Regions from separate parts of the Mus musculus genome. Here region 1 is linked to region 2. Evidence: chromatin contacts called from public Micro-C data. All regions are on one chromosome and are shown on one strand. The core of a region is the stretch at or near the end of the contact, and the rest is flanking DNA. Distances in the headings are between cores, read along the strand shown.

What was found. Hi-C and Micro-C count contacts between places; a contact is called where the count stands out from the background.
Region 1: a contact with region 2 is called in a Micro-C map of the HL-1 cell line, with 3 times the contacts expected there. The contact joins two enhancer-like sites. A contact is called at or near these places in 2 of 15 datasets of contacts at CTCF or cohesin (the NIH/3T3 cell line and large pre-B cells), 9 of 484 Hi-C or Micro-C datasets (the G1E-ER4 cell line, the HL-1 cell line, embryonic stem cells and 2 more), 3 of 115 datasets of contacts at active chromatin or transcription factors (acute myeloid leukemia, large pre-B cells and pancreatic cancer cells) and 1 of 9 other capture datasets (embryonic stem cells).

Annotation. Positions count from the first base shown.
Region 1 is chr5:146,991,040-146,994,944 of GRCm38.p6, forward strand. No RefSeq gene overlaps it. Among named protein-coding and RNA genes, the nearest start is that of Mtif3, 29 kb to the left of the region's middle. Within about 2 kb of position 2,607, at least 44 of the 459 cell types and tissues checked have an H3K27ac peak or open chromatin away from gene starts, as enhancers often do. A contact at or near this core is called in the HL-1 cell line and pancreatic cancer cells, where this site is marked.
Region 2 is chr5:146,673,845-146,677,542 of GRCm38.p6, forward strand. No RefSeq gene overlaps it. Among named protein-coding and RNA genes, the nearest start is that of Gm34700, 25 kb to the right of the region's middle. Within about 2 kb of position 1,862, at least 114 of the 459 cell types and tissues checked have an H3K27ac peak or open chromatin away from gene starts, as enhancers often do. A contact at or near this core is called in the HL-1 cell line and pancreatic cancer cells, where this site is marked.

The sequences.
Region 1 (3,905 bases), core at 1,357-3,856, 320 kb after region 2:
AGTCTAGCTAAAGGAAGGAGCAGAAGTGATCTAGCTACTGTCTTGTCCTGTCAGCCAAGTATGCGGGTGTGGCAGGTAGGTGACTAAACCCAAGTCTAGTCCCTCAGGTCCAGTATGAAACCATGTCTATCTTACAGGACTCTACATGTCTCCAGGGAATAGATGCCCACCGGCAGTGTTGCTGCATGCAAGGTGTTAATTGATGGCTTGCCAGTTCTTGGCTAGAAAGTATTTATTAAAGGCAACATTGATTCACAAGAATCTAAGCCACAAAGGGCCTGGGTGGAAATAGGGTAGCAGAACTCAGAAGGTGAGGTCAGCCTCAGGATGAAAGTGATGCAGGTAAGTGGCTTGCGGCCACCAGAGTTGTGGTTCTTGAGCCGTGGCCCCTGACTCTAAGGCCCGGTCTTGCCTTTCTCAGGGCAGGGAGATTAGAAGGGAACAGCATGGTGAGGAGATCAACCCATGCTTGAAGCTATGACCCATTCTGAAATCAGAAAGGGGTCCTAAAATCTCCCCATCGCTCACCTTTAGGAGGAGTTTGGTGGAGGTCACCATCAACCTGACATCCCCGCTTTAAAGCCTGCTATTCGGAGGCAGGAGAAGGCCGGACTTTTGTTTTTCACTCTCTCAAGCTTTCATTTTCTCTGGAAACATAAGGAGTGAGAGAGGACATCGCTCCTGCGCATGTCTGTGGGAGGGTTTAAGTTCACGGTTTAGATTTTAAAATTGCAATTTGAGCCCATTAGAGAAAGATTGGGCGCCCGGCACACTCGGGGAAACAGTGCATTAGCCTATTTCCTTCCCGTAAAGATCTGTAAAAGCTCGTGTGATTTTTGCAGAATGAGGTTGTCACAGTCAGTAATCGGCTAGTGAGGCACTAGAAGCTACCGAAATCAACAAGAGAGGGTCAGAGAGGCTCTGCGAGTGGAAATATTTTGTCCTGACGGTCTTAATGATCAGATGGAGAAAATGTTCAACCCCATTTCATGGATGGGAAAACTGAGGCTTGAGATTTGAAAAAAAAAAAAAAACTGGGCCGAGGTGAGGGGCAGGGAGTGACGGGGTCAGGATTCTGCCATCTTCAACTTGCTGGTAGAAGAGCCTCAGTGGGGAAATATCCCCTGGGCAGCACAGCAATGAGACTCTCAGGCAGGCACCCTGAATTCTAACACATCTCTGTATCTATTAACAGTAGTACCCATGGGCATGGCTATGAATTTAAGCTTCAGCGCCTGCTGTCCTAACTAAAGCCGGCAAAGTCTCAGCATAGCACAAGGCTGGGCAACCGTAAGGCTTGCAGGATAGCCAGGAGGGAAGGCCCAGGCAGGCCTCAGACTCTGCAGGATGCAATGACAGCCGAGTCACTGCCTCGTGTTCCTACACAGTGTGGTGAGCTGAATCTTCCAGACTGTTCCCTGGACTTTCTGCTTTTGGGTCACTTGGCTTCCTCATGGGGAAACTGATACAATAAACTGAGGCCACTTCTTGGGGGAGCTGAAACAATCCATGTCATCATTTGGAGAGCTTTGAACATTCAGAGTAATGATGACTGTGAATGCCATTCTTCAGGTGGTGTGTATAATCACTGTCCTGTCTAGTTGGCTCAGAAACCACTAGCAATACGTAAATTTACTAACTGGATGACCCCTGTCAAATAGGCACATGGCCAGGAAACTTAGAAACAGGAGCGAACCTGGGTTTCAAGTCCCCATGTCCCCAAGCCTCCTACTATATAAAGAAAAAGCATTATGTCTTCTGTGGGGACTTCAGCTCTAAGCAGGAAGGTCTGCACAAGCACACACAACCCCCCCACGCACCCCCCACGCACCCCCACACCCCCACGCACCCCCACGCACCCCCACACCCCACACACCCCCACGCACCTCCCACGCACCCCCACGCACCCCCACACCCACACCCAGACACCCCTTTACCTCTGAGGAGCAGTCTAGCCCCTCACTATCTGGTCCTTGGATCTTGTTTCCTCAGTGATCTGCAGATGTGTCCTTAGAGCTCATCTCTAAGGTCCCCTCTGCTGATGGATTTTTAAGCCCTGGGAGATGGTGTGATACAGTGGCTGCCACTCCAGGGTCTCACCTGACATGGCTTTCAGGAGTCTCTTATGTATGCTGTGCTCAGTTTCGCTTGTTCGGTTGGTTTTCCTCTGATTGGTAGCTCTGTCATGCTAACTCCTCGCTACTCTGAGATCTTTGGGGTTCTTATTTGTATGCTTCCTATTTCCTGAGAGTCACAGACTGAGAGCAAAGGTAGGTGAGGTGGGCCGTTTCTCACATACCCCAGCCTGGAAGGCAGTGTGGTCCTGGCAGCTGCACAGCACTGGGAAAGGCCTCCTGAGTCCCATCCCTTAGATTACAACGGCAGCCGCGGCTCCAGGGTGTGGCGTGACACACATCGGCCACTCGTGCCTCAGTACTGTGATTCTGTGGCCATCTTTGCTCAACCAACCTCTCACTGGCTAGCCAGAGACAAGTCTTTCCCACTGACCTCTGATTTAGGGAAAGACGATCTGTGCTGTTGACAGTCCCCGAATAACCTCACAACAATTCGGCCCCAAGGTAATGACTAGAGACCACAGCCCTGCCGCAGACCTGGGCTTTCCCCTGGCCAAACCCTAAGTGACTCAGCCTTGTCCCAACTGGCAGGCCTGCCAGGTCCCAGGAATTCTTGGCACTTCTGGATGGCCCCGTTCCAGCCCACGCTGCTGGTTCTGGGTCATCCTGATGTGACAGCTCCCTGGATGGAGGGGAGAGAGCAGGAGAGCTCACTGCGGAGTTTGTGAGCATCCCAGATTCGGGGGAATTCTGTGCAGGGCCCTTCACCTGCCTGGCTGATTACCCTGTTTGTATCTTCCTAAATGAAGACGATCCCCACCATTGTGCCTGGGCTCTGTTTACTCCCAGCCCCCTTTAGGAAGAAGAAAGGCTGGAAACTACATCCTAATGGCCCAATTAGTCCTAATGCTGCCTGGTGTTGACTGTTTAGTTACTGACATATTGTGTACAGAACTAATTGTGGGGAAAGCAAATGAATGGCCAGGAAACAAACAGACTACTAGAATATAATTACGTGGAGTGTCTGTCTTTAGTACCTGTGCGGTGGGTTTCATTATCGTCAACAGTCCCTAAGTTGCTCCAGAGAGTGGCATTTGTCATTTTCATAGAAACTTGATAATGACATTAATTTATCTTAATGGCCTGTTCTATTGTTATAAATAGTAAAATTAGCTTAAATTGTCTTGCTTTTGCTGGTTTTGGATGGCTGTAGAGGGCCCCGCAGCAGCCGACGAGTAGATAATTTGGTGTGCTTGACAGATTTCCAATAATCCGCTATGTGGGAACACAAGCAATGCCAGGGCCATTAATGTTCATTTTCCTCTAAATTCATTACTGCCCTTTTCGCTTTTATCTTTTTTAATGTCCGGGCCATTTTTCTATATTTCAAGTGGCGCCACAGAGCTATTCATGCTCAGCCGGCTATTAACATTCTGCACATAGCGAGCGTCCTGGAGAAAAACAAGTCTTTATGGGGCGAGGAGCCTGCCTCTTCCATCCACTGGAAAAGCAGGCAAAAATGGGGGCTTCACAGGATTGGGGCCCCGGGCGTAATTAAGTCAAATGTAATTTTAAAGAAATTTAAATGTTTTCATTTGCGGCCAAGGTAAAACACTCACAGGAGAGCCCAAGACAGTGCAGGCGTGTTGCTGACAGTCACTTTTTCCATCGGAGCGGACGCTTGTCTCCACGTCCACGGCGTTTGGTCGGGTTGTTTAATGTTTTCTACAAACCCAGGTCTACTTCATCTCTAAAGGTATTATGTTTAATTCTATTTCTGTAAGTGAACATAGCTTCTCCAGCCAGCAGGCTTATTTCTCATTTAAAACA
Region 2 (3,698 bases), core at 612-3,111:
CCCAGCACTTGGGAGGCAGAGGCTGGCAGATTTCTGAGTTTGAGGCCAGCCTGGTCTACAGAATGAGTTCCAGGACAGCCGGGGCTATACAGAGAAACCCTATCTCGATAAGAGAGAGAGAGAGAGAGAGAGAGAGAGAGAGAGAGAGAGAGAGAGAGAGAGAGAGAGAGAGAGACCACTTCAACACTCAGGAGGCAGAGGTAAGCAGATCTCTGAGTTTGAAGCCAGCCTGATTTCCATAGCAATTTCCAAACCAGCCAAGGCTACATAGTAAGACTCTGGAGAAGAAAAATAGAAAGCGGGTAGAGGGAGATTGAATGTTTGTGTGATTGCCCAGCGTGCTAGGGAAGGAAAGAGGCTGTGTAGAGGGACACAGTCACAGAACACTGGCTGTGTAGCTAGTTGCCCTGAGTTCATGACCTCCACAGAATCCAAGCTAGACATATCCAGGTCACCTTGGCCCAGCCGACAGTAACTACTGTGACCTAAAAGATCTCATCTTTTAGAACATTTACACAGGGCTGCAGAGATGGCTCCGTGGTTAAGAGCACTGGTTTCTCCTGCAGAGGACCCAAGTTCAATTCCTGGCACCCACATGACAGCTCACAACCATCTGTAACTCCAGTTCTAGGGGATTCAATGGTCGTTCTGGCCTCTGCAGGCACAAGACATACATATGGTTCCCATACATATGTTCGGGCAAAACAGTCATACATTTAAATTAATTCAAACACCCTCCTCCTGGTGCCCATAATGCATGGTTTACTGACAGCAAACACGAGCCATCACCAAAGACCAGCATGGTGTGGGCCAGAAAGCCCCTCTCTACAGCCCTGCCCGAATTGTCAAGCCCCCCCTTACCCAGATGGCACCAAAACTGAGTTCCGGACGGCGCCAGCCCCGAGTTGAACAACTACCAAGCACTTGAACCAGGACCTTATATGGCGAAAAGCCAGCTCATTCCTGACACATCCAGGGTTCCCCACCTGACTTCTCTGTCCTCGGCGTTGCCCAAGAGCTGCTCCTATATACCTGAGCTTGTTTGCTGGCAATTAGGTCTGATCTGGTCACTTCCCAATGCATCCCCGCCCACACACACTCCCCCAACCTTTTTGGGAGGGGAGAAGGCGACGTGGGGGGATGATGAGAGAGGAAAGGAAGGAAAATTCTGGTTAATAGAAACCTCTTAAAAGTAAGGACAGGGTGAGATGCACACCACGTTTGGATTCTTGGTCCCTGTGGTTGCAGGTGGGGTTGCCATTACCCTCCCACCAGCGCCCTGAGTCTCCCGCCACAACTCCCGTCTGAGCAGGAGTCTCCGAGAGTCAAAGGGAACAGGAACTGTGTGTGTCCTGGACTCTGACAAACTGAGGACATGGTCTGACTGTGGCCTCAAGCAGGAGAGGGCACCCACCCCCACCCTCCACCCCAACCCCCACCCCCACCCCCATCCCCGTTTGAATACAACCCTGACCTTTTCTTCACCTGCCCTTGCAGGATTGGATAGTTAACAAAGCTGCAGTGTTCCATCCCGCCACAGGATGGCAGTATTGTCGCGGGTAACACACGGCCTTAGTCCCACGAAACAGCTTCCGCATTACTGAACCTCAGGAAACACACAGGCTGATAACTTATTATAAAATAACCATGAAGCTGCAAGTTAAAATAAAAATAACTATGATCACATAAAATAAACAACCTTTATTTATTAAACCTCCTTACTAAATATTTGGTGTGCAGGAAAAAAAAAATTCTTTCCAGGGTGAAATTGAAGATTGCATTCTGATGTCTCTAAGCTGTGTTTCAAGGGCCTTTCCCTTGAAGTGGAAGTGCTGCCAGGAGCCATGGCGAGAGGCGGACAGAATAGCATAGCGCTGGGGACAGAGGCCTGAGCTCCACCTACAATTGGACCGTGGCTCCAGAGGCTCTCTCTTGTGTCTGATTTCTGAATCCAAGAATGGCGGTGGGTCCCACTTCACGAGCTGTGAGGAGCCACAGAGCAAACGCCCATCAGGTAGTCAGTGGTGCATAATATGTGCTCAAAAGCAATTAACTTCAGCCATTCTCAACTTGCTGGGACCTCTTGGGGGAATCTTTAAAGTCATCTAGTTCCTTTGCAGTTGGAGGAAGCTCTTACCCATAATTCTCTTTCTACAGTTTCAACCTGCCTGTGGTTGGGTTGAAAACTAAATGGAAAAAAAAAAATCCAGAAATGAGCATTTCACAAGTTCTAAACAGTGCCTCATTCCAAGAAGTGGCACAGTGGCCTTTGTCATTCCGCTCCTCCCAGCCCGGGGTTGGTCATGCTTTTGTGTAGTGTATCCACACGGTACATGCTACCTGTTTTCTAGTTACCTAGGAGCTAACTCAGTTATCCGATTGACTGTCCTTGTACAGAGCATCTCTATCTTGGATAGTGTCCAAGAACCCTGCCGTTTCAGAAATCCTTGGGAGAGTGGGGCTGGGGGGGGGGGGAGCTGGAGAGGGTGGTCCTGGAAGGTATTCCTTGCAAGTAGGTCTCTGGTTCACCTGTGTTCATCATCAAGTCATTCAGAGTAGCCATGTGTCCCCCAGCATGAGGAGACCGCGGCCTCGGCACCCAATGGAATAGTACTCAGACTGAAAAGGAATAAAACCTGGCACATGTGACGGAGTGGCTAAAGCCAGGGGACACTTGGCTACTCTGAATGACTTGATGAAATAAGCCAGACCCGAGAAGAGAATTCCTGTATGATGTTACATACATGAGGTCAGACTTAGAAAGGAAGACTGGGGTGTTGGCTGCCAGGAGCTGGCCGCGGTGGGTGGAGGAAGTTAATGTTTAATGAAATCTGCTCCAGTTTCGGTTCTGCATGATGAAAAGCCGTGGAGGCAGATGGTGGGGGTTGCGCAAGGACTAGAAGGGACTCAATGCCGCCGAACCGCATGCATGATGACGGCCAACGTGGTCCTGTTTTATGGTATCTCAGTTAAAGCAGTATTTTATTATGTTAGAAAGAAGTGGTTTCCTTTCATGGGTCCACATGGTTGAGATCCTGTGGCTCTGGGTAAGACATAGAGTAAAATTTAAATTTAAATAGTGGCTCTTAAAAGGGACCCTCTCATCCCACAGAGTCTGACTCAAACTCAGCAGTGACCTCCTGAGGGTGATTGCAGCAGCTTGACATTCCCAGAGTCCTCTCTAATAGCAGTGACCTTCTACAACCCTGTCACCTACTGCCCTCAGGGGCTGAATGGGTTCAGGCCCCCACTCCACCCCACCCACCCCACCCCACCCCCATTCCTAAGCCCCAGAACCATCCACTGATTTCACCCTTCCCCCAGATTCTTTGTCCTCCTTGGGCCCCCAAAGAAGCTAAGAGGGCTTTGGGGGACTGCATTATACCCTAGAGGGATTTTAACCTTCCTTGGAAAGAATTCAGAGCTGGCAACAGACTCCTGACCCAGAACGCCCCCTTTGCCAGGAGTCGAGTTGACAGCCCAGCTGGCATGCAAATACGGACAGAACGGATGGGGACGCAAGTCCTTCAGTAGCAGAGTGAGAAGTCCATGCGAGACCAGCATTGCATGTCTCATACATGTGATTGCACAGCGGACCGGCATCTACATTCTGTTGTTGTTGGTGGTGGTGGTGGTGTTTTTAAGGATTTATTTAATTTTTTTTATGTATCAGTACACTGTTGCTCTCTACAGAGATG